2 separate regions of the Mus musculus genome follow, and region 1 is linked to region 2. A link is a contact called in public Hi-C data. All regions are on one chromosome and are shown on one strand. The core of a region is the stretch at or near the end of the contact, and the rest is flanking DNA. Distances in the headings are between cores, read along the strand shown.

What was found. A called contact is a pair of places that touch in the nucleus more often than the background predicts.
Region 1: a contact with region 2 is called in a Hi-C map of liver, with 1.9 times the contacts expected there. The contact joins the promoter of Ppargc1a here to the enhancer-like site in region 2. A contact is called at or near these places in 2 of 39 promoter capture datasets (the 3T3-L1 cell line and liver), 3 of 484 Hi-C or Micro-C datasets (the HL-1 cell line, the Patski cell line and liver), 1 of 115 datasets of contacts at active chromatin or transcription factors (intestinal villus epithelium) and 1 of 9 other capture datasets (pancreatic islet).

Annotation. Positions count from the first base shown.
Region 1 is chr5:51,548,491-51,555,246 of GRCm38.p6, forward strand. Ppargc1a (peroxisome proliferative activated receptor, gamma, coactivator 1 alpha) reads right to left here and starts at 5,431. Exons shown (of 13, transcript NM_008904.2): 1 at 5,245-5,431; 2 at 22-201. The coding sequence starts at 5,292.
Region 2 is chr5:51,443,175-51,449,753 of GRCm38.p6, forward strand. No RefSeq gene overlaps it. Among named protein-coding and RNA genes, the nearest start is that of Ppargc1a, 110 kb to the right of the region's middle. Within about 2 kb of position 3,722, at least 11 of the 459 cell types and tissues checked have an H3K27ac peak or open chromatin away from gene starts, as enhancers often do. A contact at or near this core is called in liver, where this site is marked.

The DNA.
Region 1 (6,756 bases), core at 4,181-6,680, 110 kb after region 2:
TTCTCCAGGGGAGAGGCTTACCTCAAATATGTTCGCAGGCTCATTGTTGTACTGGTTGGATATGATTTCCGATTGGTCGCTACACCACTTCAATCCACCCAGAAAGCTGTCTGTATCCAAGTCATTCACATCAAGTTCAGAAAGGTCAAGTTCAGGAAGATCTGGGCAAAGAGGCTGGTCCTCACCAACCAGAGCAGCACACTGCAAAGAAGACAGACACGGCGGTTATTAATGGCAGGAATTCACTAGACAGCAGTAGCATGGCATGGGAATTAAGTCTGGTTAATTCAATGACAGCACCAAAGCTGGCCTCTGGGGCTTTAATCACCTCGGGATGCACCTTCCATTCTTTTTGCCCTTGGCTTCCAAGGGGGTGTTTTGTTTAATTTCTTCCATCCAAATTCTAAACTGGGATACAAGTTAAGTACCATGTTTCCATGAAGGCCTCCTTGATTCTTCCAGGTAGAAACTAACAAGAAGTTTTCCTACCTCTGGGGTAGTTACACTTGATGAGCCTTAGCCCTCTTATAGTTAACTATGCCCATGGTTTTATCCTGTCCTTATCATAGGACCGAACTGAGAAAAGTCTGCAAGTGAATTTATACCTTGGAGTCACCATCAGATATAATAGATATCCTTGCAGGGTAGTGGTGACACATGCCTTTAATCCCAGCACTTGGGAGGCAGAGGCAGAAGGATTTCTAAGTTTGAGGCCAGCCTGTTCTACAGAGTGAGTTTCAGGACAGCCAGGGCTATACAGAGAAACCCTGTCTGGAAAAACAAAACAAGACAAAACAAGACAAAACAAAACAAAACAAAATGGATATCCCTATGAAAAACTGCTCACTGAGATAATAGAACCCAAGGATTAGACTAGGAAAACTTCCTCCATGCGTACTCCCTGTAAGTATTATAATCTGTATCATTCATTTAGCAACTAATGATGCAAGTCCTCTAGCTCATCTCTGGCTCTCTTGAATTGTTATTTAAATCATTTACTTTCACTTGACTTTTTATGAGTTCCCTGACTTCATCCTTAACAGGTCAAATGCAAGTTCCTTGAGTTAAAGAACAAAATTCATATTATTTTTCTATGTGACCCTTAGAGCTTTCACTAGAAATATTTTGCAAGGTGTGTGTGTGTGTGTGTGTGTGTGTGTGTGTGTGTGTGTGTGTTGGGTAGGGGGTGACCTGTCACCTAAAAAGAAAGAAAAAAAAAACCAGAAGTTTTGTACCATGATTATATTTTGTATTTTATTGAAGTATGTCAAAACCACAGTTACGGAGAATTTAAAAGTGATATTTGTACAGAGATACAAAATGATTTCAATATAATGAAAGGTTTAAATACTTATTAGGAAAACTATTTTAGATCATTTTACAATATATATATATATGCATGTTTAGATAGTCTTTCCAACCCCCCTGACCTGTTGCCTTCTGAGGCTATCAGAACCTTACCAATGAGACTGTCTCCTATTTAACTGGATACTCAGCTGTTGAGCCAAGTGCCTGTGCTCTAAAGAACCCTAAAGAAGCTCTTACGATGACAGTAGAATCACCAAGACTTCATCTCTCACCAGCCAACGGTCTGAATCGAGGCAGTCCCACACAGAGAGAAGCAAGGCCCTCCTGCCTCTGCTTCCCCAGGTCTGCAAAAAGGTATAGTGGTTCCTGTGCAGGCAGCAGCAAGACATAAAGCTGATAAACTTCCCTGACATTTAGATTTTGAATAAAATAAGTTTTATGCAGAGTTTATTTCTGGAGCTCCCCTGTCATCCCTGGCAGACTGTATTACACAGTCCGAATGCAGCAGTGTGATCTGAAGCTACACTCTGAGGAGGAGGCACAGGGAAAGGAGACAGGGAAGAGAGTCTGCATATCATGGCGCTTTGCCCACTAGACCACCAGGCCCCAGAGGATCCCCAAAGGCAGGCACATAACCACACCAAGAGAGAGCTGCATTCATTCTCTTCCCGTTGGGATTTTCTTTGTAACATCTGAGTGAGCCCAAAATTAGAGATCAGAAAACCTAGCTAGGTTTGTAAGTGGAAGTCTGACTATAAAGAGTAGATCTTGTCCAGATAGAGTTAGTGTTTTGTTATGGGTGTAACAATCCCAAGGCTCCATTTTTATCCACACTACACATCCCCAGAGCACAACCCCTTTTTATTAACTCTTCCTCAACTGTCAGCACAGAGATGAGGGGAGAACTTTGTCAACAAACAACACACAGGATGTCATGGGTGGAGGATTCCTTTAAAAACAAAGTGAAGAACCACAACCAAAATGAGCATCCAAAGGAAAGCTAAAGCAGAAGCCAGCCCAGTGTGCCTCTGGTACTTCTAGAGCTCGGAAGGCATGGCTTTCTGGGTGATAGTTTTCTGCCATTTTTCTTTAACCACTCTCTCTAAGGGAGACTAGTTTAAAGAACCTTTAACCTTCAAGGAAAAAAAAATATGTATTTGAGTATAACTTCTGACAACCACTGAACACATAAAGTTAATTTGTTTTAGCATTCTCTATTTTGCTTTCCCTCCCTCACCCACCCTCTCCCAATCGTGTGTGTGTGTGTGTGTATGTGTGTGTATTCATGCTTACTCTTGCACTATGCTCAAAATAGTGTTTATGCTTGCCAGTGTTGACATTCTGATCAAATCAGTGCTTCTGACTGTGGCATGATCCTACTTATCAAAAACACATTCGTAGAAGCAATTTCTTCTGTGATTAATTCATATTTGGACTTGGACAACGCCAGACCTATCAGACTGAGCCGAGTACCTGTCCTTGTCTGACATGCTGATATTGATGGCTGCCCTGTGCATCTGTAACAGGTGTGTCCTGCCTCAATTACACAGATACCCTACAGCCACTTTGCAACTCTGAAAGCAATTTCACAACTGTAGCCTTCGTTTTTTACAATAAGGTTTAAGAGGCCAACACAATCTCTAAACACAAAAGGCTAATTATTGTATGTTATTTCACCCCAACAGACAGTCTTTTCCCTTAGTTAAGAAGCAGACAATAAATTAGCTTAACTGCATGGATGATAATGATTCATTATAATTAAGTATAATTCTCCATTAACCTTTCAGAGATTTTGGTGCCATTGATGGTAAATTTTAAAGAGAGAGAGAAGAGAGAGTCAGTGGACTTGGCAGCCTTAATTAAATTAATAAAAAACAGAAACTTAACTTGTGATAAAAACAGTAGTTGAACTGGGAGGTATGGAGGCAGGTAAGAATGACAGTCTTCGTGAAGAGTGTCAGGTGATCTGTCTCTATCAATCTTAGTAACCTTATTGTACATCCCCTCCATTAAGCTGTGAAATACCAGGAGACTCTGAGTAGCTCTGGTGGTTTGGGTTTTTATTAACCAATACACTGTCCTGTCATTATGTGTGAAAGGACATAATAGGTTTGAAGATGACAGCAAGCATTAATGATTCAAAAAAATGGAAGCTGCCCACACTACCTGCTGCTTGTAATATTTCGACAGGCAGGAATGATTCCCAGAGCCACAGGCTCGAAGGCACGGGTTTCTAGCAGCTGGCTGTCTACTATGCCGCACTAACTGAGACTCAATCTAAGGCTGGACGCTGAGCCCCTATCCCCAACTCCTTAAGAAAAACAAAGAAAGAACAAACTTAAAGCCATGGTTATAAATGGCTATGGCGTTTATTTGCAAACAATCACAGGAATTCTGACTAAGGCAAATCTTCCTCATCTCCTTTAGATCACAGCTCTTCAGTCTCTGAGCAGTTTCGGAACGATCCAAGAGGTAAAAATGAAAGTGATTCGAAGAGAGCTATGGTGCCAGCCAGACAACCACCCACGGGTTACGCTGGCTACTCCAACAATTAGGACTTTGAATCCACTTAGAACTCTGACTTCAATAGCCAAGGGACACATGAATTATCTATATCTATTCTGCCTTGCCAAGAAATCACAAGATAACAATAATTATAACCTGCAAATCCGATCTGCCAAAGCCTAGGGAAAGCAAACGGAGCCAACATCTGCAGACCCAGCAAAGAGTTAAGGACCCAGGGCACGCCTGGCTAGATAGGAAAAATGCATTCGCAGGCGGCCTCGCCAAATCATTTTCACTTTAGATGTGTATCACTGCACCACACGGACATCTTATTTAATCAAATCACGTGTGGCACTTGACCCTCCCCCTTACCCTACGTGCCCCCGCTACCGGGAGGAAGCACCATTGTTAGTTAGCAGCTCCGATCCTCCGCGCAATTCAATTCGGGTCCATCTCACCAGAGTCCACAAAAGTTTCACTTGTTTTCCAACTTGCTCAAACTTTCCCCGAGAACATTCCATTGTACTGAATGCAAACACGCTGAAGTCCTCTGGCCCCAGCTAGACTCCAGAGATTACGGGGAAACTGCTTGTGTTTTTTCCTCCCCTGTATGAATTGTAGCCAGCAGAGACTGTGGAATTGATGTATTGCGGTCTATTTTTACACAAGCAGTGAGCTGCTCCACACACGGTCTGCATAAACTCCATTCTCTCCCGGCTTCAGGCAGCTCTCCGTGGTAGAGAGATTTAACCGTTCGGTTTCTCGCCACAGAAGCAAACAGAAAGCTTTGGTCTCTTAAGGCTGGGATTTTTTTTTTTTTTTTTAACTCGCTAGCCAACCCTTTCAGCCGCACACAAGTGTTTTAAAGGAAACAGCACTGTCGTTTTGTGTTCTGTGGGAAAAGCAACCTAACTCAGACCCAGCAGGAATATTTAGGGTCTTGTAAATTCTCTGTTTAATGAACAGAGAGAGGAGGGCGGAAAAGATAAATCCTGACGAGAGTCAAAACGGACTCTCTTTTTAACACAATTCATTTTAATGTTTATCTTCATTTTCTTATAAATAGAAATGGCATTTTTCCAAGCAGGCCACTGAACACTGGAAAGACTTCAGCTCCTGATTCATATCAATATCTTAGAGCATAAATATTGCATATGAGTAGAAACAGAGCCAAAGGCACATGGAAAGAGTTTCTAACTGCTACAGATACTGATGACAGCAGCTAAGCTTTGATTTGCTCAAGGCATCTCCGAGCCACCTTAAAATAGCAAACTTATTGGAGTTAAGATAAGATGGAGATTTCCCCCTCCAAAAGCTCCCGCTGAGCCACTTTCTATGTCCCCTCCTCTCCCCTAGCCCATCCCCCCCCCCCTCCAGGAATCATTGCATCTGAGAGAAGCTCCGGTCCTGCAATACTCAGCCCCAGCTCACCTCTATGTCACTCCATACAGAGTCTTGGCTGCACATGTCCCAAGCCATCCAGCTCCCGAATGACGCCAGTCAAGCTTTTTCAACTCCAATCCACTCTGACACACAGCACACACTCATGCAGGCAACCAGCCCCTTACTGAGAGTGAACTGAAGGCACCTGTCTTACTACAGTCCCCAGTCACATGACAAAGCTATTAAAAAGTAGGCTGGGCTGTCACTCACCCAGCCTCCCTTCTCCTGTGCAAGCTTGCTGCACAAACTCCTGACGTCACTCCAAGGCAGCCCTCTGCCTCAGTGAAGTAACGCTTAGAGAGAGAGGAAAAAAAAAATAGAAGAAAGAAAAGGAAACACTTGGCCTTTGGGAGGCTTCAAGCATCACACTGTGACTGAAGCCAGCTTTGAATGCCACCAACTCTAAACCGGAGCCCTGCTCACATAATAACTCAAATCTCCTGCAATCTTTTTTTTTTAAATTTATTTTCCATCCAAAACAGGCAAATAGCAAAGATCCCCTGTTACTGACACAGTAACTACACCCTTGCCTAAAATGTGTGTGCTTTAAGAAATGGTTTCCAAGTAGCCCCAGACTCAGCTTGGAACTGAAGCAAGCGCTCCTCATGTGATACATTTTCATGAGATTCTTTTTTTTCCCTCCCTATTAGAGGAGTGTTTGAAGGCAACACCCCCGATTTTCTTTCTCTCTCTCCTTTCTTTCCTTCCTTCCTTCCTTCCTTTCTTCCTTTCTTCCTTCCTTCCTTCCTTTCTTTCTTTCTTTCTTTGTTTCTTTCTTTCTTTCTTTCTTTCTTTCTTTCTTTCTTTCTTTCTTTCTTTCTTTCCATGTTTAGTCAACAAAACCGCCACATTTGTTTAGGTCTAAACAAATTTCTCTACCCCAAATCAGCTGTCTCCTTGGCAGTAGAGAATGCAGTCTCCTAAACTGTTACTGCAGTTTGCCTTGCTCCTTGTAAAGCAAGCAAGCCACAACACCCTAGACTCTTGGGTTCCCCCTCATGATTCTTTCCGTGGATCTCATAGGCTCCCAGAAAACAAATGCTAGAAAATACAATTGCTGCTGCCATCCCTGAAACAGCTTAGCTACTCACCTGCCCCCACCCCTTATTTCTTTTCTCATATGTAGCACAGTCTTCCTCATGGCTTCAGGGTGCCTTTTTGAATAAACATTGGACTCCAACCCTAGTGCCTTGGGCTGTACAGTTTGTTTTTGAAATCAAGAATGTCCAGGGAATGAAGGAAAAACACTGAAATGGTATCAGCAGAGATACTCATTTCTTGAGCTTTGCTTACTAATACTTTTTTGTCGTTCCTGAGTCAATGAGGGGTAATGCAGGTGCCACTGTTTTTCCTGTGACATTACAGACAGAGGACATAACCAACTCTCAGCACTTTCCATAACACTTGGGTGCTCAGACTTAACCCTTCCAGGCCCAGTGAGAAATGCACAGGGGACCTTTGAAAACATATTTTCACAATACCTCAAACCCCACAGACTCA
Region 2 (6,579 bases), core at 2,472-4,971:
GTTGGTTTTAAAAGTATTGATCTCTATATTAGAGGACTAAGATGAATTCTCATGCAATGCTACTGCATTTGTGAACTTGGCATGATCTTGGAGGAACTGGTCATAATTGAGAAGTAACTCCAGAGTCATGTAGAGCCTCATCATTTCTATGCTCCCCTCAGAGAAAGCCTCCCATTGTGCAATGGCCTCATGCCTTGTGTTAGAAAGGAGTTAATGCAGTCACAATATGACATACCATTTTTATTCTTTACCTGGATCAGCCGTAGTTGAACAACGTATTTCAAAGAACTGCTGATGGAGGCTCCAACTAAACCCTGTTCTCTCAGATAAGTATCTTCATCCCATTCATTGTAGAAAAAAAAATACCTTACTTCAGAGAGGCATTTTCATATGCTTTGGTTTGAGTCAGAGATAAACCATGCCTGCTGCAAACTAATTAATATCAGTCACCTGGAAAGCAGAAATGAGGCAGCAACTGGCTTCTTCCTCGATAAACAGATTGCAGGGTAAGTTATGCTCATGAATGTGACAATTCATTTGGCCACAGAAATAGCAGAAATGACACATTTTTCAAATAGATATTTGGAAATCTTGAGCAACTATCCCCAGACTTCATCCATTTGAGGACAAGAAAGTCTTTTGCACCACATTTCAAGCTTCTTTAAGTTGCCAGTATCAGCATAAATGTGTAGGTCTCCGAGGAGACCCTTACAAGAGTAACTACCAGAGCTGGCCAAAATGACAGGAAGACTGGATGTATACCCCCATCCTCAGGAGCCCCTTCAGCCGACTCAAGTTTCTGCTGGGTAAATAATCAAGATGCTTGGCCTGAGTGTCCTATTATCCAAACAAGCCACACAGCTAAGAAGGCAATGTTTGTAATGCATAGAAAGAAGACTATAACTCCCTCCTCCAGAAATGTCACAGGCCATGAGGAGTCAGGACTCTGCGGATTGTCCATGTTCTGCAAAGATCACATGGGATAGCTCATTGTGGTTCTTCAGCCCTAAGTAAGAACTCACCATGATATTTTAACAGACTGTTGTGCACTGAGTTGTTCTGGCAATAAGTCATGGAGAGAAAAAACACCGTTATGCAAGTGTTGCTTATAAATGTCTCGAAAAATTCCAGAAGGATTATTTTTCTAAACGAAGAGTCATAAGTTGTCATTTTTAGGAGTTTCAGAAGGACACTCTATCAGTAATTCATAAATTGTATCTTTGGGGATAAGTTTAGGTAACCATAAAATTCTATCCTCTTTTATTTAACTCTTCACTCAATCAGCCAACATCTATACAACTGCTATGGGCAAAATAAATGCAAACTAACAACTCTGACTATGGTATGACACTCTGAGTGCTAGATAGGTAGATAAATGAGCTGAGGACATCAGAAAGAAGGCATGAAGTCAAACATCTGGGGACAGGGGAGGAGAGACAACAGCATACACAGCACCTTAACTTACCGAAATGGTGGTGCTTGTAAGCAAAATACAACCTTGTACACTCTAAAATCAAGAGCATGCCTAGAAGAAAATTTTACTCCTGTTTGCATGATTCTACACATCATGGGCTAGTTCAGTGCCTGTGTAATCTTCAAAGTCAGTCCTCTCTCCTTAGTTAGGCAAGTCTTTCTAGATACCTTGGAATATTTCCTAGTTCCTCACCCAAGTCATGGGGGTACACTCATTGAATCTCAACTTGCCTGAGGACAGGGTAGCTTGTGAACCTATGTTTGTCACATTCATGATGGAGTCAGTGTCTGCAATATAATAGGACTTTTTTCATTTGTCAAATATTGTATATATCTTTATACTTGGTTAGGTATTCCTTGGAGGTAGCAGTGAATAAAATTGCTCCTTAGATAATTGGCAAGGTATTCAAAGACCATGTCCAGAAAAAGTTTAAGGAACCTACTTAAATGCAATCTTGTGTATGAAGTTGATGGCACACTCTCAACTATACAGGAAGTGGTTTGGTAGACATGGGAGTCTGGTGGGCACCACCTGGTATTTCTTAGTGCTTATGTCTTGGAGCAAGAAACTGGACAGCAATACATGGTAGAATCAAAGACTGTTTATTAAGACAGCAACTGGACCACAGCTGAAGAAAAGTCAGAAGCTCAATTATTCTGTGCTTAGCAGATTGAGTCCTTATAGGTCATTTGCATAGAGCACTTTCCTGCATATACCCTCCCTGTTATATGGCAGCAATAGTGGGTAAGGTGTCTAATTTTTCTCTGTGCTAACCAGTGTCTTTCATATGGTTATTTGGAATTCATTCTCTGCCTGACTCTTCTATTGATATTATCTCCCTTTCTAGCCACATCTGAGGGGCCATTTCAATGTTCTGATTAAGGGCTTTCTGGTTCATATTCTAATATTCTGTGAGGCCAGGTGTCTTCTGACACCTATATATATATCACAGAAACAACAACAACAACAACAACTCTATTCTTACTTGGACTGTCTCAACACAGGGTTTAACCGCCTGTGGCTCGGAGCACCTCTTTTATATTCGCAGTAAACAGGCTCTGAAGTCAGTCCTAATTCTCCAGGCATCTTTATCTGTTCAAATAGAGTCTAAAAAACCAAGCAGTTCAGGATACACTTCCTCTTCTTGGGTTTCTTTGGGATCAGAAGAATGATGGGGGAGGAATATGTGACTTGCCATGAATTCTGTGTTACTCATTACTCAAGATTATTCATCAACCCAACAAAGTCTTCCAAACAGTTTCCTATTCAATCCTTTTCCCTGGCCTATGTAGGAGTCCAGAAAAACTGTAGCAGTAGCAATCTTTGTAAATGGAATTTTGTCTGTGTATGTATTAGGTAATGGGATGAATGTCAAAATTTTCCCCTCAGGGTCAATCCCTTTTAAACATTAGCTATCCATTGATAATGTTCAAAGCTGCCAGAATCAAAAGGATCAGCATATCATGGGGTGATGCCCAGCAAACAGACCTATAAACCAATTTTGATTCCAGTTTCACCCCACTTCCCACCCCCAAAGTAAAATACTGCACTTCCTTTACCAAGCTCAACCTTTTTTTTTTTTTTTTCAATAATTCCTTTTTTACTTGGCCAATGAAATGAATTACACAGAGATTATTTTCTGGAAAAATGTTTAAAAAAACAAAAACAAAAACAAAAAACAAACCCTGCTGCACACAGTTCTGTTTCTGATTGCAATCTGACTTGTGCTTGGTAAGTCTCACAGTACTTACTGTTCAGGAGCTTCAAAGTAGATTTCAGCATAAGAGATGGGCGAAAGCCACCCACAGTCAGTTTCAAGGTGCACACAGACCATGGAGCTAATTGTCAGTGCCGCGTGCTTTATTTGCACATTCCAAACAATTCAGTAACTTCCTCCCCTCCCCCATTTTTACCTGCAGGCCTGAAGTACTTTGGCATACTAAAACAATTTAGAATCATATTTACTTTGAAACAGTTCAATTAACTTAAGTATGAAAACATGTGCTCCAATGGTGAGTAGTTTAATTGGTTATTATGAAAAATAACTTCTTGTGCTGGGCCTTCCAATTCTTCTCCCTGGAAGAGCATGACCATGCTCAGGTGTTTGAGACTGGTACTCTGAGAAGTCTAGCAAAAACCTATGAGTAAAGAAAAGACAAGAAACGCATACGTGCTCGCTCTCTCTCACGCGCTCGCGCACACGCGCACACACACACCTGAGGTTTGGTTTCTATTTTCTGCTATGATTTTATTGCTTTCTTTTCCCTTGGAACAACTTTATAATGATTCATAAACAAGGCAAAGGTACGGGCCAAAGGGTCAAAAATTTTTACAGCTATTGCTTAAATACATTTATAACTGTGAGCCAAATTGATAAATGTAAAACAAAGAGGAATGTCAAGAGTACAGTGAAGAGTGATTAGCTGGGACAGGGCGACAAGCTTATAAGGCAACTCCACACACCCGAAAGAAGGGTTTCCTTCCATCTTCCATCAAAGGCTCAATTGTCCCAATTATATTTTTGTTAGAAGGCATAACTGAAGAATTGCAAAAGGATATGGGAGAACACTGTGCAAACATTCAAAGCACACCAGGTAATTCTGTACTGTGCTTTTGGATACACGGAAAAATGAAAATGTCAGTGGAAAAAAATACAAAGAAGCTACTGAGTAGGTATGAAGAAGACAAAAGAGGAAAGTGACTTGCTTTAGGAACAGCATTGGGAATGGAGAAATGGCTCAGCAATTAAGAGCACTTGCTGCTTTTATAAAGGAACAGGGTTCAGTTTCCAGCTCCCACATAGTGACTAACAACAGTAATGCCTGTCCCATGGGATTTGAAGTCCTCTGCTGGTGTGCTTCAGGTCCTGTGTGCATTTTCTATACTTACACACATGCAGGCAAAACACTCAAACACATGAAATAAGAACTATTTAATAAAAAGAAAAACCATGGTAAAGATTGTTGGTAAAATGTTGAAATATCATCAGTTTGAGTGGTAGCTTCATGTGGCTCTCTCCTATTTACCTGTTGACATTTACCTGTTCATGGTTAATTAATAAAACTTCTTTACCCATTAGGAAAACCCCACATTTTAAAAATCTCAGGTCAAAGATTTCCAAATCAATGATTGACTTCTATTCTTTACTGGGCCTTCATTTTAAAAGACCTGTTTCTCCTGGAGCCTGATCCCTGGTTGGAATATGCCCCGGCTGCAGTATTGAATGCTGAGGCCCTTTGTTTCTCATAGTAATCCTAGAGTGTAAGTATGGCCAGGTCAGCACAAAAGAAATCCCAGAACACATGTTGCAGAACCCTTAGGAAGGTGGTCCTAATAATCTGTTCTCATCAATGTAGCCACAGAAATGAGGAAATATCTGCTCAAAGGATAGCTTGTTGGTGTGTCCACTGCTTGTCCGGTACCCCCAGCTTAATCCAGAAACTTTTAAATCTGCTTAAAAATTATAGAGAGCTACGGTATATGATATATTTTTATTATTATTTAATTCCTCAGTGGTAAGGCAACAGCATCTTAAACCTCCAAATCTCCTTTAGTATAATTATTGGATTAACAATGGCTATAACACAGACTCCTTCACACACCGTTTAAAGCTTTAATTAGGAAATGTTGCAAATCCACATGTTGGTTCATGCAAGTACAATACTTCTAATGGAGCCTGTGCGCCATAAGTTCACAACATAAGATCCTTCCTCTCATAGAGGATGTCTGGCCTCGGTCTTCATAGGCACTGGTCATGGAGATAGTTCTGATTTAAGATAATTATTTTATGAGCTTCCTACATTAGGATGGTATGAAAATAATGCAAATTTATTGAAAATTACACTTCACATTTTTATCTTCTCTTATGCAGCTGCTGCTCAACAGAATTGCTCTTTGTGGCACTGGACCAGCAGGAAGATTATACTTCACAGTGATTGCTGAGCACAGTAGTGAGGTGACAGTACTCTGCATCTTCTGGTACTCTTCAATTGTGAAGACTTAGAGATTAGAGATGTTTGGGATGCTTTCTGACTAAATGATGTTTTCAACTTCTGATATATGTTTATTATGATATACTCTCCACCTTCCCATTGCTGTACAGCATCATTTTCAGAAACCATGGCAAGTGAGAACGTATGTGTATGCAAGAAGCTCACACCGAGGCTCTGAATACCCTACAGTTACTCTTAGGAAACTTACATTCTAATATTTTTTGTGTACTGGTAGTTAGCTGTAAAATAGGATTCCCAACTCTTCCCTTCTGCTCCCAGTACAGGCTGCAGTCTCCTGCATGTTGGAATTTCATCAGTGCAGAGTAGAAGGATGTATACTTGGAAGGTGTCTTAGTCAGGGTTTCTATCCCTGCACAAACATCATGACCAAAAAGCAAGTTGGGGAGGAAAGGGTTTATTCAAGTTACACTTCCCACATTGCTGTTCATCACCAAAGAAGGTCAGGACAGGAACTCAAGCAGGTCAAGGAAGCAGGAGCTGATGCAGAAGCCATGGAGGGATGCTACTTACTGGCTTGCTTTTCCTGGCTTGCTCAGCTTGCTTTTTTGTAGAACCCAAGACTACCAGCCCAGAGATGGTCCCACCCACAAGGGGCCCTCCCACCTAATTGAGAAAATGCCTTACAGCTGGATCTCATGGAGGCATTTCCTCACCTGAAGCTACTTTCTCTGTGATAACTCCAGCTTGTGTCAAGTTGACACAAAATGAGCCAGTTCAAGTGGCCCCTTTTAAGCATTAATATTTTATGCCTGGAGGCAATGTGCATTGTATGACAGAGAAATAAATTTTGAGGTTAGTTTAACTTTGCCCTGTTCTAGACAGCAATTGTCCCAAACCTCCACTTCCTCATCTATAAAATGGGAAGGGTTATGTTTCTCCCTTATCCTCTCTCTGGTTATGGAGACTGATTAAGAAAGTGCACTATAATCAGCTAGGCGAAGTGAGTACTGAGATGGTAAGTCATAATTGTTAGCTGATACATCATTGTAACTTTCAATATCTTCAGGTTTTCATAGGCCTCTTATCTACTGCAGTTTCAACTTGAAGGTGGCTGTTCACGTGTGCCTTCTTTCAGGGAAGGCTTTATCTTAA